Linked DNA regions of Sus scrofa: region 1 is linked to region 2. A link is a contact called in public Hi-C data. All regions are on one chromosome and are shown on one strand. The core of a region is the stretch at or near the end of the contact, and the rest is flanking DNA. Distances in the headings are between cores, read along the strand shown.

What was found. Hi-C and Micro-C count contacts between places; a contact is called where the count stands out from the background.
Region 1: a Hi-C map of embryonic fibroblasts shows a contact between it and region 2, with 2.1 times the contacts expected there. The contact joins two enhancer-like sites. A contact is called at or near these places in 3 of 5 promoter capture datasets (fetal liver, fetal skeletal muscle and liver), 24 of 47 Hi-C or Micro-C datasets (alveolar macrophages, blood, embryonic fibroblasts and 13 more) and 2 of 2 datasets of contacts at active chromatin or transcription factors (alveolar macrophages and skeletal muscle).

The regions. Positions count from the first base shown.
Region 1 is chr4:2,497,186-2,504,772 of Sscrofa11.1, forward strand. All of the region lies in intron 2 of SLC45A4 (solute carrier family 45 member 4), which reads left to right. Among named protein-coding and RNA genes, the nearest start is that of SLC45A4, 30 kb to the left of the region's middle. Within about 2 kb of position 1,481, at least 13 of the 83 cell types and tissues checked have an H3K27ac peak or open chromatin away from gene starts, as enhancers often do. A contact at or near this core is called in alveolar macrophages, retroperitoneal adipose tissue and subcutaneous adipose tissue, where this site is marked.
Region 2 is chr4:2,420,188-2,427,979 of Sscrofa11.1, forward strand. No RefSeq gene overlaps it. Among named protein-coding and RNA genes, the nearest start is that of GPR20, 29 kb to the left of the region's middle. Within about 2 kb of position 2,529, at least 60 of the 83 cell types and tissues checked have an H3K27ac peak or open chromatin away from gene starts, as enhancers often do. A contact at or near this core is called in alveolar macrophages, retroperitoneal adipose tissue and subcutaneous adipose tissue, where this site is marked.

The DNA of each region.
Region 1 (7,587 bases), core at 231-2,730, 76 kb after region 2:
GATCAGGACAGGGGGCAGCGATGGGCCCGAAAGAGCAGGCGGGGCGTGGGGAGGCTGTGGAGAGGAGGGGGCGGGGGCCTCCTGGGCGCAGACAGAACAGGGGTCAGCGAGTGAGGGGACCCAGCCCAGGGCAGGCCGTGGCCTGGCAGGGAGAGGCCTAGAGGACGGGCAGGCGGTGGCTGAGTCTGCAGGGCCCCCGAAGGGCTTGAGCTCGGGGTGGAGATCTGCCCGGATCCCATCACAAGAGGCCTTTGTGCCACGCCAAGGAGGTGACTTTGGGAGAAACCTGAGCGCTTCCGCTCTTTTCCAGCACTGCGCACACGGGCACTGGTAGAGCAAGAAGGGTTTTGAGAAGTCTTAGCAGTAAGTAATGTCTTACATTGTAGCTGTTTCCAAACGTGCTAGGCCATTAGAGTTTTCAGTCAGAGGAACAGAACGTGAAGCATGTACAGTCGGCCCTCCAGGCCGCAGGTGACACATCCCTGCGGGTCCCACCAACGGCACATGGAAAATACTCAAGGAGTTTCCAGAAGGTTCCAAAAAGCGAACCTGGAATTTGCTGTGCCAGCAACTGTTTAGAGAGCACGCACGTTGCATTGGTGTTATCAGCACCCTAGAGATGATTCTAAAATACAGGAGGACGTGCCTCGGTCATACGCACATGCTCCACCGTTGTCTATGGAGGACTCGAGCATCTGTGGAAATCCGAGGGGGCCCTGGAGCCAGTCTGCAGGCCCTGGGGGTGATGGTACACGCCTGGGTTGAAGAGGACAGAAGAAATCCTATCAGTTCTTCCTGCGGAAAGTGATCATTTAACTTTCTAGTGCAAGCTAAAGAGAAGTTAAACTCTATCAAGACGTTGCAAACGTGTGTTAAAATGCTAAGACAAGATGCCAGGTAGCCCAGAGACAGAGACGGGGTTCGGGGTGACCCGTGACCTCCGTGCACGGTGGGCCTTGCGCCCCTTCCTCTGGGAGTCTGGCCCCGAGGGGCCCTGGCTGTTCCTCAAGGCAGGAGTTCTCCTGGAATCCTCTGTAAATGTTTAATATTTTCCTTGAATATGTCTCAAAACGAAAATTATAATCACAGACAGGTTTTTTTAATGGCAAGTTTTAGAACAAATGCTCTCTTTGCTCTTTAAAAAAAAAAAAAAAAAACACCATAGAATGTGTCCACCCGCAAAATATTTCCCAGATGATGGTAATTTTGTCATTAAAAAAACAACTCAAGTTTTACACAAAATGCGTCAATCGCGCAAATTGTGCGTGGATAGGCCTTGTCTTTGGGGGCAGTATGGGTCCTGTGCCCCCATTTCACTGGAGAAGAGGATGTGGGTGTATCTTCCAGCTGCTGGACGGGGTGGGCCCATCACGAAAGAATCAGGCGGGTCTTGTTAGAAGTGCCTTATGCAGATCTCGCTGGAGCTGTGTCTCCCTGGAGGTGCAGAGCCGGGCGGCAGCTGGAAGGGTGAGTCTCAGCTGGAGGCGGTCAGGGCTGGGCCACCTCCGGGGTGAAGAGCCCTGCCCTTGGGCCTGAATTTCCCAGTGTGAGAGCAGAGGGGGGCAGAATGCTGCCCCCCCCGGGGGGGGACGGGAGGGGGGGGCAGAGGCGAGGGGCCCAGGGCCAGGGGGGAGGGGGCACCCTGAGTCTAGCCAGCGAGTGCAAGGCTTCATCAGTGTCAGGCATGTCGTGTTTTGCTTAAGTTCCTTTGAAACTTACACAGGCTTCCGTTTTGCTGTCATCCTGGAACACGACGACTGGGCGCTGCTGCCTGTTTGGAGGGTGGGTTTCTGGGCCCAGCCGCCGTCCTCTGGGCCCCACACGCTTCCTCTTCCGCCACGGGGATCCTGACGCTGGGTGCTTCCTGCTTCTCGGGGCTGTTCTGCTGCCCGGAACTCACCTGCCACGGGGATGGCTGAAGGCCCTCGGCCCCCACACCCCCGTTCTCTGTGAGTGCGTGATAGCAGTTTAGCCCGCCAACTGGAGCTGCCGCCTGTGTAGACGCGGCACTGCCTGGGTTTGAAGGGCTTCTCCTGCACCAGCACCTGTCACCCGACACTCATGACCGAATGGGGCCTCGCAGGCTTCTCATGCATTTTAATCACTTCATCTAAAAGCAGCGCAGGCCAGGAGGAGGTAGAGCGCCTGTCCACCTCAGGGGGTCTGGGGAGCCGAGCACAGTGTCTGTGGGGCCTGCCTCCCTGGGCCCGAGGCGCTCACCTTCCCTGGAGGTGACACAGCCCCCCGCCTGGGGGCGCAGGCCCGCATCCGCTGAGAGGATACGCGCTTTTTTTTTTTTTTTTTTTTGGTCTTTTTGCTATTTCTTGGGCTGCTCCCGCAGCATATGGAGGTTCCCAGGCTAGGGGTCAAATTGGAGCTGTAGCTGCCGGCCTACGCCAGAGCCATAGCAACGCGGGATCCGAGCCGCGTCTGCAACCCACACCACAGCTCACGGCAACGCCGGGTCCTTAACCCACTGAGCAAGGCCAGGGACCGAACCCGCAACCTCATGGTTCCTAGTCGGATTCGTTCACCACTGCGCCACGATGGGAACTCCAGGATACTCACTTTAACAGCCAGCTCCGAGGTCACCATGCAGGGCAGCCGCTGCTTGCTGGGGAGCGGGCCGGGAGTGCTGCCTTTCCCTTGTCACCAGGTCTGGTCTGGGGCCCTGCTGCTTGGCAGGCAGGGTGTGATGGGGGCTCTGGCCATGGCGGTGTGGAGAACGTTCTGCAGGCGGCCTGCTTGTTGGATGAGGACCAGGAGGAAAGACCTGGCACATCCCCCACCCACCCCTGGACCCTTTTCTTTGGGCCCCGGGGGCTGTGGGCTGGGAGGAGGGAGACACTAACGAGAGATTGGTGGCAGAAAGCAGCAGTGAGTAGGGTTTAGGTCTGGGCTGGGGGCCTGAGGGATCTCATCTGTCCCCCTCACCGTGGAGGGCTCCTGAGGGTCCTGGGGACAGCGCCGACGCCGAGGGCATCGGGGCTCTGCAAGGGAGGTGACTTGTCTGGGGGTTCACGACCAGAAAGCATAGAATCAGAATGGAAGCCTCTCCTTTTCTTCAGACCAGGCCGCCTCCACCTGCCTGGACCAAGGCTGGCCTGAAGCCTCAGGGATGCTGACACGTGCGTGGAAATGGCTCACGGGGCATCAGGCACTGCCAGGCAGCCATTGCTCCTGCCATCACAGCATCGTCCCCAGAGCAGGGGGTGCCCTCCACACACCAGCCTGCCGAGTGCCTGTGCAGGGTCGGCCTGGCTCCCAGACACTCGCCTTATTGTCAGCCCACTTTTCAGTTGGGGAACCTGGGGTCACCGGATCACACGTGCTCTGGAAGCCTCATTCCTTTGCGAGTTTCTTCCAGAAAATAGGGACAATGTCCATGCGTGGATCACCTCGGCGTGCAGCGCCCCAGGTGTCTGACTCTACAGGTGTGAGGCGCGGGAGCAGCGGTGGTCCCAGGTGCTCTCAGGTGGGCGTGTGAGTTGTGTGAGCTGGCTGGTCGGGGGGGGGGGCTTGGAGGTGGGACCTCAGAGGGGTCCTTTCAGGCCCCCGCCCATGGCTATTTGTCCCTGATAAGGTGTGGGGGCCCTGCTCAGCCAGTGCCAGGGTCTTCAGGCACCCAGGGTTCCCTTAGGGGACCTTCCTGGGGGCAGAGCTGCTCCCCTCTGTGTGACAGCTCCTGATTGAAGGGCTGGCGCTGCAGCAGAGCCACTGCCCTGCCGTCGGCACTGAGACACCCCTGTGGCTCTCATCTGAGTTGATAACACAGAACTCAGGGGCTGTGCGTCCCGCCTCCTGGGGCGACTTGGTTGGCTTTGGGACCTGCTGTATGTGGGTCACAGGTCCGCTTGTCTGTGCCACCTGTTCTGAGAGCAGGTGGATGCCCAGGGAACGTGCCTGTCACCGTGGAATTGAGCTGTGCGTTGTCCTGGCAGCATCTTGACAGCACTGCCCGTCGAAGCGTTGTAGCTCCGCTGCCCCCGAGGCGGGGGAGGCACGAGTCCATGGAGGCAGCGACTGGCCTTCGTTTCCTCGTCTGACCCCGTGCTGCCCGCCCTCGTCACTGTGTCCACTTCACACGTGGAGAGGACGTTCCAGGCCGAGGCTGCAGCCCAGAGCAGAGCCTGCACGTCCCTCTGGTGCCCGCGGGCCTGGCTGGGGGGGGTGGGGAGGGAGCCCTGCCGCTGGGGGGGCTGCCGTGGCCTCGCTGGGGGGTCGTCACCTGGTAGGAAGCGTGCGGATGAGACGTTCTGGCCACACGTGTCTGCCAGGAGCTTCCGTGTCGCGGCAGTGGACAGGGCCCGCGCCAGGCAGTAGGGAACTAACGCTCGAGCCGGTCCCCTGGGATGGAACGTGGTGAAGGATGATGAGAGAGAGAGAGTGTGCAGAGACGCGGGACTGGGCCACTTTGCCGCACAGCAGAAGTTGATGGAACAGTGTCGCTTAACTATAATTTTAAAGAAAAGTTTTTAAAAAGCAATGACCGCTCGAGGCTTGTCGAAGCAGCAACTGGGGCCGTGGGCCTCCCAGCACGTGTAGGGTGGGGCTTCCACGCAGGGTCCCGAGCCGGACCGGAGCTTGGCGTTGGCTCAGAACCGAAGGCGGCAGGAGGGCTGGAGCCTGGTGAGGTGGTCTGGGGTGGAGCAGCCCTGCAGGTGGGGCTGGGGCCTCGGGACGGTGCGAGGGTCCAGGGAGGTCCTCTCCGTTAGGGCTCTAGGGGCTCACTGTGGCTGCAAGGTGGCAGGGGGTGGCGAGAGACCAGGGGAAGCATGTTGGCTGCTCGTGAAAATGCGAGGGCACGAGGGAGTTAGGCAGCTTCCGGAAAAGGGGAAGCAGAACATTTAGGGCAGAGGGGACAGCGTGTGCAGAGCCCCTGCGGGCAGGAGGAACTGTCCTGAGACCATTGCTGGGCTGGGAGGTGGCGCAGGGATTTGCAGATGGTGGGATTTGCTGATGGCAGGGTGAGGGCTGGCATGTATGACAGCGCTTGGCTGGGCGGGCCAGGGAGACGGGAGGGGACTCCTGGGCTTCTGCCAGGGTGACTGGGCAGTGGTGTGCTGTCTTTTCCCCGAGTTCGGGGATTTGGAGTGGCAGGTCCAGAGAAACACCCTGGACGTGGGGAATTCAAAGAAGGCCGGGGTCTCCGAAAACCTTGTTCCCTTCGTGGCAGGCTGTGGGCTTCTGAGACAAAGCCGTGGACCTATAGGAGGGGCAGGCACTTGCAGCCGACCTTGAGCTGTGAGTTCAGGCAGGGGCTGCTGCGGGACATGCTGTGCCTTGAGTGCTCTTTCGGAAGTTTCTGGAACCTCAAGCTGAGAACTGTGCCGTTTGTCATACAACTAGAGTGACATCCTCTGTTTTCCTCAAGACGCTTGCTTATCACAGCATCTGTTTTTCAACGCTGTGGGATAGCTGGGTGGCGGGGAGCGGCCAGGGCTCTGGCCTGCACTGCCGGGAGGGGAGGCCCTGCGGCGGGCCCCAGGGGAGCAGGAGCTGCGCCCACTGCTCTCCCGAGCCTCGGTGCCTGCAAGCGTCTGGCCAGGAGCGACCTGCAGGGCTGTTGAGGCTCCTTGTTTCAGCATAGGACTGACACCCCAGAGGCTGAGGTGTTGGGGAGCTCCTCTGGGACTGGCAGTGGCTGTGTGAGGTTATCCCCTGGTGATTCTCTGGGACCCCCTGGCCCAGGCTCTGGGGACCCCACCTCCAGGTACCTGCCCTGCCCTTTGATGCTGGGAGGCTGCTTGGAACCTGGCCCGGGGCCGCCCGCCTTCAGTTCTGTGTCCCTAGGCCCGGCCAGGGCTGGAGGCTTGTTCCTGCCCTCCAAGAAGGGGCTTGGGCCGCACGGGAGCCCCCGGGCACATCCCCAGGGACTGTCTCTTGGCACCTGGCAACTCCAAGGCTCCCCGTTCCAAGTGGAGGCCCCAGGAAAGCTGTCTGAGCTGATTTCCCCTTTTTCCCCATCCTTCTCCTGACCTTCCCCTGGCTCCGGGATTCTGGACGTTTCCTCGCAGCTCTGGAGGAGGTGGTGCCCTCTGCCCAAGCAGACCTTCCCCACGCAGGGGCCTTGCCCTGGCTGGGCTCTGCCTCCGGCCTGTGCTCACGCTGGGTCCCGCCCGGGGGTCGTTAATTCATCAGAGGTCACGCCAGGCCGCTGAGATTTCCCACAAAGAGCGCGTTCTCATGGGTTTCACGTTATCATGGGTTTTGTCTGAGAACACAAGCCTATCTTGATGGGGAGGCTTTGTCTATTGAAGAAAGAATGTAGTTCCTATTCCCATTTCAGATCTTTTGTTAAACATTTACAGGCAACTTTCCCGGCCCCCTGGCCCCCTCCCCCCAGAAGGACCCGTTTATCAAAAAAGACGCAGTGTTGAATGGGGGACGCCGCGCGTGACCGAGCGTGGCCGCCGTCGCCCGTGACCTCGCACAGCCCTCGAGCGGTGACACACTCAGCGTTTCCTGTGAACAGGGAGCCTTCCTGGTCCCACCATTGTTGTTCGCCTTGGCCTGGAAGAAAACAAAAATTATTTACTAGGCACCGGTGCTGTGTGTTTAGAGCCTGGCTGGGAAAGGCCGCGTCCCGGGCGTCCCAGCGGCAGCCGCGCCGGGGACGGGGCTGTGATCTCAGGGCCACGTGGCCTCCGGAGTGGGGCTGGCTCACTCATCCGGGGCCCCTTTGGGGATGTGATGGGAAACGGTTGTTTTTCTGGCCAACGTGCCTACAGTGAAGAAGCCGTGGCCCAGTGTCCCCGCGTGCCCGGCGCTGGGTGCCCCCGGCCGTCCCCCAGCCCTGACTGCTAAGCTCGGTGCGCTCCTCCAGAGAGATTTGCAGGAGAACCGGGGAGAAAACAGGAGGCGGGAGCTGCCCTCGGTCCTGTGTGCTTCGCCTGGGCTCTGCCTTGCAGAGGCCTTCCCTGGGTTTGGGGGAGGGAAGCGCGGGGGGTGGGCACCGCTGCCCAGCGCCAGGCCAGAGGAGCCAACCCTTGTGCCAACCTGCTGTGGCCTCATGAGGCTTTCATCCGAATCTAGTAAATGACCTAAACTGGCAGGTAGGCAGCCTGGTGATCTCCGAGGGCATCAGGCGGGTAGTAGGGGACATGGGTGGGAGGCGAGGGAGGAGCACTTTGGGGGGTCGGGGGCAGTAACGGCGCCAAAGCTAGAGGAAGGGGCACCCCCGGCGCCGTGGCAGCAGCGACTCCTACAGGCCGCAGCCCCGGGGGTACAGGGCTCTGATGGGGCCTTGGGACCAAGCGGAAGGGGCAGGTGGCCTGAGGAGGCCGCTGCTGGGCCAGGTGGCTCCCTGCCAGCGCCATCTCCCCGGGCCCTCGGGGACTGTGAGCTGGTGAAGGTGGCCTGGGTCCCGGGGAAGCCCTGCTCACCCTGAGGCCGGCCCGGGCTCTGGGCCGTGTGACGCCGGTGGCATGCCTGGTCCTTCTGGGCAAGCAGGACACAGGTTTGCGGTGAATTCTGACCAGACCCAGCCTGACAGCTTTCCCGAAGGTTCCTCGCATGACCTCTTGGGTCTCAGCTGCCCTGTGGGTTTTCTGGGAGGGGTGACAGAGCTTCCCAGCTCACACCCGT
Region 2 (7,792 bases), core at 1,279-3,778:
ACATGTCATTATTCATTTGTCACAACCTTCAAAGCGTAAAAACATAGTGTCAACCCCATTGTAAAGCGGGGACTTGAGTTAGTGAAAATGTATCAGTATTGGCTCATCAGTTGTAACAAAGGCACCAGCCCATGCAAGCTATTAACAATGGGCAACACTGCGGAGGCGGGCAGAGGCCAAGGGGTATATAGGAACTCTGTGCCTTCTGCTCAGGTTTTCTGTAACCTGAAAATTACTTGAAAAAAATGAAGTGTCTTAAATAAATAAACAGCCCTGCTGCATGTAGCAGTACATACATAAAAAACAAAAAAACAAAAAAAAAACGGAAGGCACAGAAGACCCCCAGCACCCCTCGATATCACTGTGATACCCAAGAAGGGCTAGGCTCGGGGTACTGCGAGTGGTATCAGGCGGGAGCCCCCAGCTGAAAGAGCCGCCTTGACCAGGCTCCAGCCATAGCAGGTGAAGCCAGATCCAGAACACTGCCGTCCACCTCTCTGGGCTTCCTCTGCTGTGTGATGCAGGGTGTTCCAGGGCCTTCTCGGGGCTCACTTTGCTCTCTGCAGGATGAAAGAGCAGGCCACTTGCAGCAGGACTCAGGCTCTGGGGTCTGCTGGGCCGGGGGCACAGGTGGGGAAGGTCCTGCCTGATGCACCTCTTCCTGATCTCCACCCCAAGTTACCCTGAATTCTCACAGCATATTTTTTCAATCACACCCTAGTACCCTATTTGATAGAGGAGGACACTGAAACTCAGAGAGGTAAAGGGACTTGCCCACGGGCACACAGCTCTTTCATGGCAGAGCAGAGTTTGAATCCAGGACCCCCAAGAGCAGCCTCCCTTCCCCTCCATCTCAGCTGCCTAGTTAATCAGCTTCATTGAGCCAGTTTTCAGGGGTCCCACCAGGATTAGGGTGGGGTTTGAAAGATGAATCAGGTGCTCCCCACCCCATCAGCACGTAGGCAAGGTTCCACCCAGGTTCCACCCACCCCCCACACACCCACGCGGGGTGACCTTGGGCAAGTTACCTAACCTCTCTGAGCTCCTGTTTCCTAGTCTGTCGATGGGCCGTTAAGAGGATTTATTTCCTTTATAAATAAGAGATAATGCAAAAAAACAAAGCCTGCTGCACAGAACAGCCCTAGGAAGTGTCAGCTGCTGGCAGCACCTCATGAGTGTTTGCTTAACCCAGGAATGTTATAGGATCAAAGCCAGGCGACCCCTCTGGTGGGGTTTCAGGGCTGTGACAGCGGCTGAGGGAAGGGGGAGCCCTGCAAAGACCCGAGGCCCACATCAAGGCCCCTCACGGTGTGCTGGGTCACCAGAGAGCTGGCCGTGGGGATTAGGGGGCCCAGGATAGATCTTATCGGATCAAATGCTGCCCTCCCCTCAGGGAATTTATAATAAGTGCTCCTTTCTGCTCAGCACTGGCCTGTCTCCAGTGCGGTGTGGCACTCTCCCACCCTTGGCCCAGAACCCCACCTCTGAACAAGTGACCCCTCTTCCATCAAAATCCCAGACTGAGAAGAGGAACAGCTGGCAGCAGAGCCCAGGACTGGCTCTCACCTTGCCCCCGCTGCCCTGGCTTCATCTGCACTCCTCAGGCCTGTGTGCAGACCTGGGACCCACAACAGGAAGGCTGAGCTAGTCCAGCTCTGCAGAATCCCCACCAGCAGGCGGCTGGGGAAAATGAGGCTCAGAGGTTTAAGGAGGCATCCATGGCCACCCAGGGGCTCCTCTCCTTCTCTGAACTTCCAGCCCATGCCACCCATGCCCAGGGCCCAACCTCAGCCCAGCTCCATCCCCATCTCCTGGTCCAGTGCTGCTCTCCAGCGGGTGCTGGGCCCGTTCTCCCACCTTTTTTTTCCCAAAAGGGCCAGTCTGGCAAGGACCGCTCAGGATAGGGGAACCGAGAGGGAATAAAGTCTGATACAGTTGAAAGTGGAAGCAAAAGCCCCAGTGGGAGGGATGGGTGAAGGCAGGGCCAGAACACAGCATGATGCTTCAGGGGCCCACTAGCTTCCAGGAGACGTGTGGCATGAACTCTGGGCCCTGAGAAGCGGAACAAAGTCCTGGAGAGTAACCCCGATCAGGCCGCCAGGCTCCCCCTCCAGCCCACCTGCAGCCTACGTAGGGGGAGCCTAGCCTTCAGCTCCTCCCACCACCGCCCACCCATGGAGGCGGGACCAGCAGACGATGCACCCCGTCTTCCCCAAGTTCATTCTCCATGAGCAGATAAAAGATTAGGAAGGTGAGGCAAACACTGCCTTTATTCCCGAGTCAGCGGATTCTGGAGAGGGTGCTCAAGCACAGAGCCACAGTGGGCTCCCTCTCAGTCCTTACCGGAACCAGGCAAAGTCCGGATCCCCGGGGGCCCTGTGACTCAGACTGTAAGAGCCGCGCAGAAGGCGCGCAGCCTGCGGGCAAGGCTCCCGCGGTTGGGCATGCGCAGAGGGCACCCCCGCCCCCCCCCCGCAGGCCGGGCTCCGGGCTTGGGCATGCGCAGAGGACACACCGCCTGCGGGCGGGGCTCCCGGGCTGAGCATGCGCACGGCGTCCTCCTCACCCCGGGGGCGGCGGGGGCGGCGGGGGCCCTGGAGCAGCACCTGGGAGAGCGCGCTCGAGGGGCAAGGGCTTCCGGCGGGGGGAGGGCGCCCCCGGGCTCCGCGCACCCGCTCTCCCGGCCAACCTGTCCGGAGGCCGGGTGGTTTGCCTCCTGCGTGCCGTGCCGCAGCCACCCACCTCTGCCCTTGTCCTGTCCGAGCTCGCGGGCCCCACGCGCGCTTCCTGGGAGCCAGGCTGTGCTTTTAGGTCAGATCATACCAACCCTGCTCAGCCCCGGCTCCCGCTGCTCTTAGCTGAGAGGACCACCCTCCCCGCCAAATCCCCAGGGCCCAGCACAGGGGCTGGCACTTGGTAGACGCTCAGTAGATATTTGGGGTGGGGAGGGAAGGGCAGGGGAGAGTGGCACCCCAAGCCGGGCATCGTGAGCTCGTTGGAGGACCCCACGCCCGTCTCCTGAAGGAGGATGCACGCAGTGAGGGAGTTGGGGCTGCCGGCCTGGGAGCCGGGTTCAGCTCAGGTGAGCAGAGGCCTCACGCCAGCAATGAGGAACGACCGGAAACTTCCACGATGTGGCTACAGACGGCTCTCCTGCGGACACACAGGATCCCGTTGAACTTGCACCCTGGCCTGTGAGAGAGGCGTCCAGTGCCCCCGTTCCACAGAGGAGCAAGTGGGACGTGAGACCCTTCGGCCAGGGTGTGCTCCTGACCCGGTGCTCTGCCGCCCTGAGTCCTGGCGCAGAGGCTGGGGCTGCACAGCCGTCTGGCCCGTGTTCCCCGAGAGCCCTGCTGGCTCGTTGGGGCAGCCCCATCGTGCTCCCAGCGCCTCAGGACCGCCAGGCCTGGTGCTGGCCCTCCCGTGGGCCCCGGGCCCTCGCCTTCTGCAGCTGCTGGGCCGCCCTGGCTGAGCGCCCACCAGCGTGTCAAGTGCTTCCCGAGGGAGTCCCCAGGGCGGCCCCCGGCCTGCCGCCTGCTGCACAGTGCATCTAAGAGGAGGCCTTCCTTCCGGGCGCATCCGCCAGGGCCGCCAGGGTCAGGCCTTGGGTCACCCTCCAGCTGCGACAGGAAGCCTCACATTAGTCTGGAGTGGGGGGCAGGCAGGGGCCGGGAGACTGACCCGGGCGGCTGGGGACACCAGCTGTCTGGGCTGAAATCAACTCAGGCAGTTGTGCAGCTCTGTGACCTGCCCACTGGACGCTTGCTACCTTCTGGGCCATCTGGGAGTTCCTCCTGTGTGCCCTCCCATCTGAAGCGGGAGCCCAGTGCCAGCCCCAACTTGCCCCTGGTCAGGGGCCTCCCACCAAGCCTCGCTGTCTCCACTCTGGCCCCCACAGCCCATCCTCCACGCCTGTGCTGTCCAAGGCTGGGACCGCTGAGCCCCTGTGGCTACTGAGCCCTGGAAAAGCAGCTAGTTCGAACCTGAGATGTGCTGTCAGTGGGATTTCGAAGACTTAGGGTGAGAAAAAAAACGCGGCCACGGATGTGGCCCAAAAAAACAACACTAAAACATCTCAGTAATTTTCTAGTATATTAGGTTAAATAAAATACATTATTAAAATGATAATCAACAAGATCCCACTGTATAGCCCAGGGACTTATATTCAATATCCCGAGAGAAAACGTAAAAGAAGATAAAGAATGTATATCTGTGTGTGTAACTGGATCCCTTGGCTGTGCGGCAGAAATTAACCCAACATTGTAAATCGACTGCATTTCGATTTTTTTAAAAAATTGTAAAGCAACTACAATAAAAAAAATTTTTAATAAATTGCATATTTTTTCCTTTTTTTAACATGGCTATTAGGAAATTTAAAGTTGCTTATGCATCTGGCATTCGATTTCAAGTGGGGAACAATGCCCACACCGCCAACAGAGGGAACTTTTCAAACCGAAATCATTCCCTGACTGAGAAGGACTCAGAGAAAGTCCTTCACACCCAGCGCGGGGACTTTTCTTTGGACTCAGGGTCATTTCCAGCTGCAAACCCCATCTTCCATCTGCCCCACAGCCCCACCCCTGTGTAAGCCGTCGCTCCCCTGGGAATGCCCTTCCCCACCCCTCCCCTCACCCCCTCTCTCACCCACTGCCACGCCCCACTGGCATGGGCTTGAAGAGGCTTGGACGTGGTGCCAGGGTCAGGCGCGGTCGGGCTGAGTAACGCACCTCTGAGCCTCAGTTTGCTTGTCTGTAAAATGGCGCATTGAGATGGGTCCTACTTCATAGGGCCGAGGCGCTGCTCAGAGAGAGGGTGGGCGGGGCACACTGCAGGTGCTTGGGAACCTTTGGCTGGAGTTGCTAAAGGGGCGAGGTCACTGGAGCAGCCAGGAATTTCACAAATGTCCGGACCCCCCCCCCACCCCGGGCTGAGCTCCGGGTGGCAGGTGGGGGGTGGCGGGAGCAGATCCCACCCACCGGTGTCACCCAGCTGTTCCGCCCAGGCTCAGAGGCAACCCAGAGCCCCGCCTTCCCCCAGTGGTGGAATGCCGACAGTTGTTTTTCTGTTTCCTCGAGGAGGGCGTGCTGGGCTTTTGAATGTTAACGTGCCTGCGCACACGTGGGTTGGAGGCCTCCCGCTCGCACGTCCCACCTGTTGGTGCAATTGCCCTTTACTGCCTCGCTGTCTTCGTTCACATTCACCGGGCTGCTGGAGGCCGCACCGCAGCGTGGTGGCTGAAAAGCGGCCACTTAGAGTCTCCTGGCTCTGCAGGCGGAGGTCTGAGGTCCAGGCGTCGAGGGAGAATTGTTCCAGGCGGTCTCCCGGTGCAGTGGGCCCCTCTGAGCCCTGAGCATGTCAGTCACATTGGATGAGGGTCACTGCAACCACCTAAGTGGATGGCCTCTGGAAAGGCCCCATCTCCAAAAGAGGTCCCGCTGAGGTCCTGGGGCTCAGGGCTTGGACACAAGCATTTAGGACACGATTCAACCTGTCACACCCCCCAAAGGGAGGACACACCCAATTTCACAGAGTGGGGAGGCACAGGTGGTGAGGGAGCGGGTCCCATTTCCCCCTGCGGGGAGGGAGGCAGGCTCTGAAGATGAGGCTCCCAACCTGTGGGTGAATCAAGTTCGCCAGGGTGGTTGTCACGGTCAAATTTCAAAATCTGAGCCGTTGCAACAGCCTCCTCCTCCTCAGCTAATTGGCCGTGGGTGCCTAGGGGGTATCGATGTTTCCTTCCAGGTCCTGACGTTCTCGCCGCCTGGCACCGGCCCTCCGGGCCACCCCAGGGCTGCGATGCTGCCCCCCCGCTGGGACCCAGGCAGGCCCGTTCTCTCCTCAGTGTGCCCGTCTGCAAAATGGGCCATATGAGGGCCGAGGGACAGAAAAGCCCACCATCAGAGCCCACGGAGATTTATGGAGAGCGGGTCTCTGCATGCCAGCCAGCAGCCTCGCTCCGCGAGCTCCGGGGGTTCTCCGGAATACTCAGAGACTCTGCAGGGGTCTGACCAGCACACTTAGAGATGATGGGATCCGGGGGTCAGGGAAGGGCGGGGCAGGGCTGGTCCTCAGGGTTCTGGTTCTCACCCCTGTGTCCCTCTTTGCCCCCCAGGTCCAGCTGTGAGGTGACACCAGCCCTCAGGGAAGACTCTCCAGCCAGCCTCCTCACTGGGTATTTTGAGCTGGTCCAGGCGTGGCATCTTGCATCTTGGTGGTGGGAAGGAAAGCCTTCGTGAGGGAGGTTGCACCCTAGGTTAGTTTAGACGGGGTGAGCAGCGTGGGCAGGGCTGGGTTGCGAAAGGAAGAGAGAGTGTGATTGGGTGTGTGGCTGACCCCTGACAGTGACAGCAGCCAGCTCAGGACACCCTCATAGTGCAGAGAGCTGCACCCCGCCTCTCACCACACCGCCAGGCCTCCCAGGGGCCTGGCCTGTCTTGAGCAGATCTGCAGACCTCAATATTTTTGCACATGCTGTTCCTTCTACTGGAATGCTTTTCCCTGTCTTGTCTGTTAAAAGAGACAAGCCCCTCCTTACCACCTGGCCCAGATACCACTCATGCCAGGAGGCCTCCCTTAGCCCAGCTGTGCCCTTTCCCCACCACAGCCCCGCCCCATTTCGCAGGTGAGGCGACTGCAGCACGGAGGGCAAAGTCACTCTCAGGCAGCAGCCAAGACCCCATGAGCTAAGGCAGGTCCTGTGACCTTTCTCCCTGCGTCTCGCCTGCCGGCTCGGTGTCTTCACAGGCAGGCTAATCGCCTGCCCACCTCACCCCTGGGAGGGTTGTAGGGCCCGGGAGCCCCGTGGGAGTGGAATCCTTGTCAATGGCACGTCCCACACGATACCACAGGAGGCTCAGAGCCAGGCCAGGTCTCAGCACCCCACTGGGGAGCAGGGACAGCTGGTTGGAGGGCCATGGGGGCATGGCAGGCACAGGCCCCCCGCTGCTCGTGGTTTCTGGTGGTTTCCTCCATGCCTCCGGGGCCACATGAGGGCTGCCACATGCTGTACGAGATCCCTCTCTGCCCCAAAGGGCTCAGAGTCGGAGAAGGACCGTGCGCTGTGGTTACCGAGGATGTCGCGCCGCAGAGACCGGGCAAGACCCTCAAGCTCCCCGCCAGCCTCAAGGAGTCTGAGATGTGCCCAGAAGGAGTTCCTGTCTCGGGGGTGCTACGGGCTCAGGGGTACAGATTTCGTGTCTCCTCCCTGCTGTCTCCTTTAGCAAGGGCATTTCAGGCAAACTACCTCTTAGGTCCTCCCGGCAAGTCCTGTGCTCTCCCATCTTACAGATGAGGAAACTGAGGCTCAGCCAGGTGAAGGCCACAGATCCTCCCGCCCACCAGAGGCAGAATCCAGAAGGGGCCCCGTGTCCCTGATGAGGCCTCAAGGGACGAGCAGAGGCCCCCTTCAGGGGCCCCAGGACACTTTGGCTCCAGAGCTGGCAATGACCCTGCTGGGGTCTGGAGGACCACCCCCCCTCCCCGGACAGGGCCTCGCTCTGTGGCAGGGACTTCACTCATTAGCCCCTCCCCCTCCCCCAGTGCCCAGCCCACAGCTGGGTCCTGCCAGGTGCCCCATTTCACAGGTGAGGAGACTGAGGTGGCAGGAGCCCAGCGTTGCACAGTAGGGAATGCTGGAGCCAGGATTCCAGACAGCAAATGGAGTGCGTAGCGGGGTTTCCCCACTGAGAAGCATCCCAGCACCTCAAAAAGGGGAGCCTCCCTGGGGGCTGCTGCTGGGCCCAGGGGTCAGCAGGGCGCCAGATGCAGGCAGATGGAACGGTGTGGGGTTCAC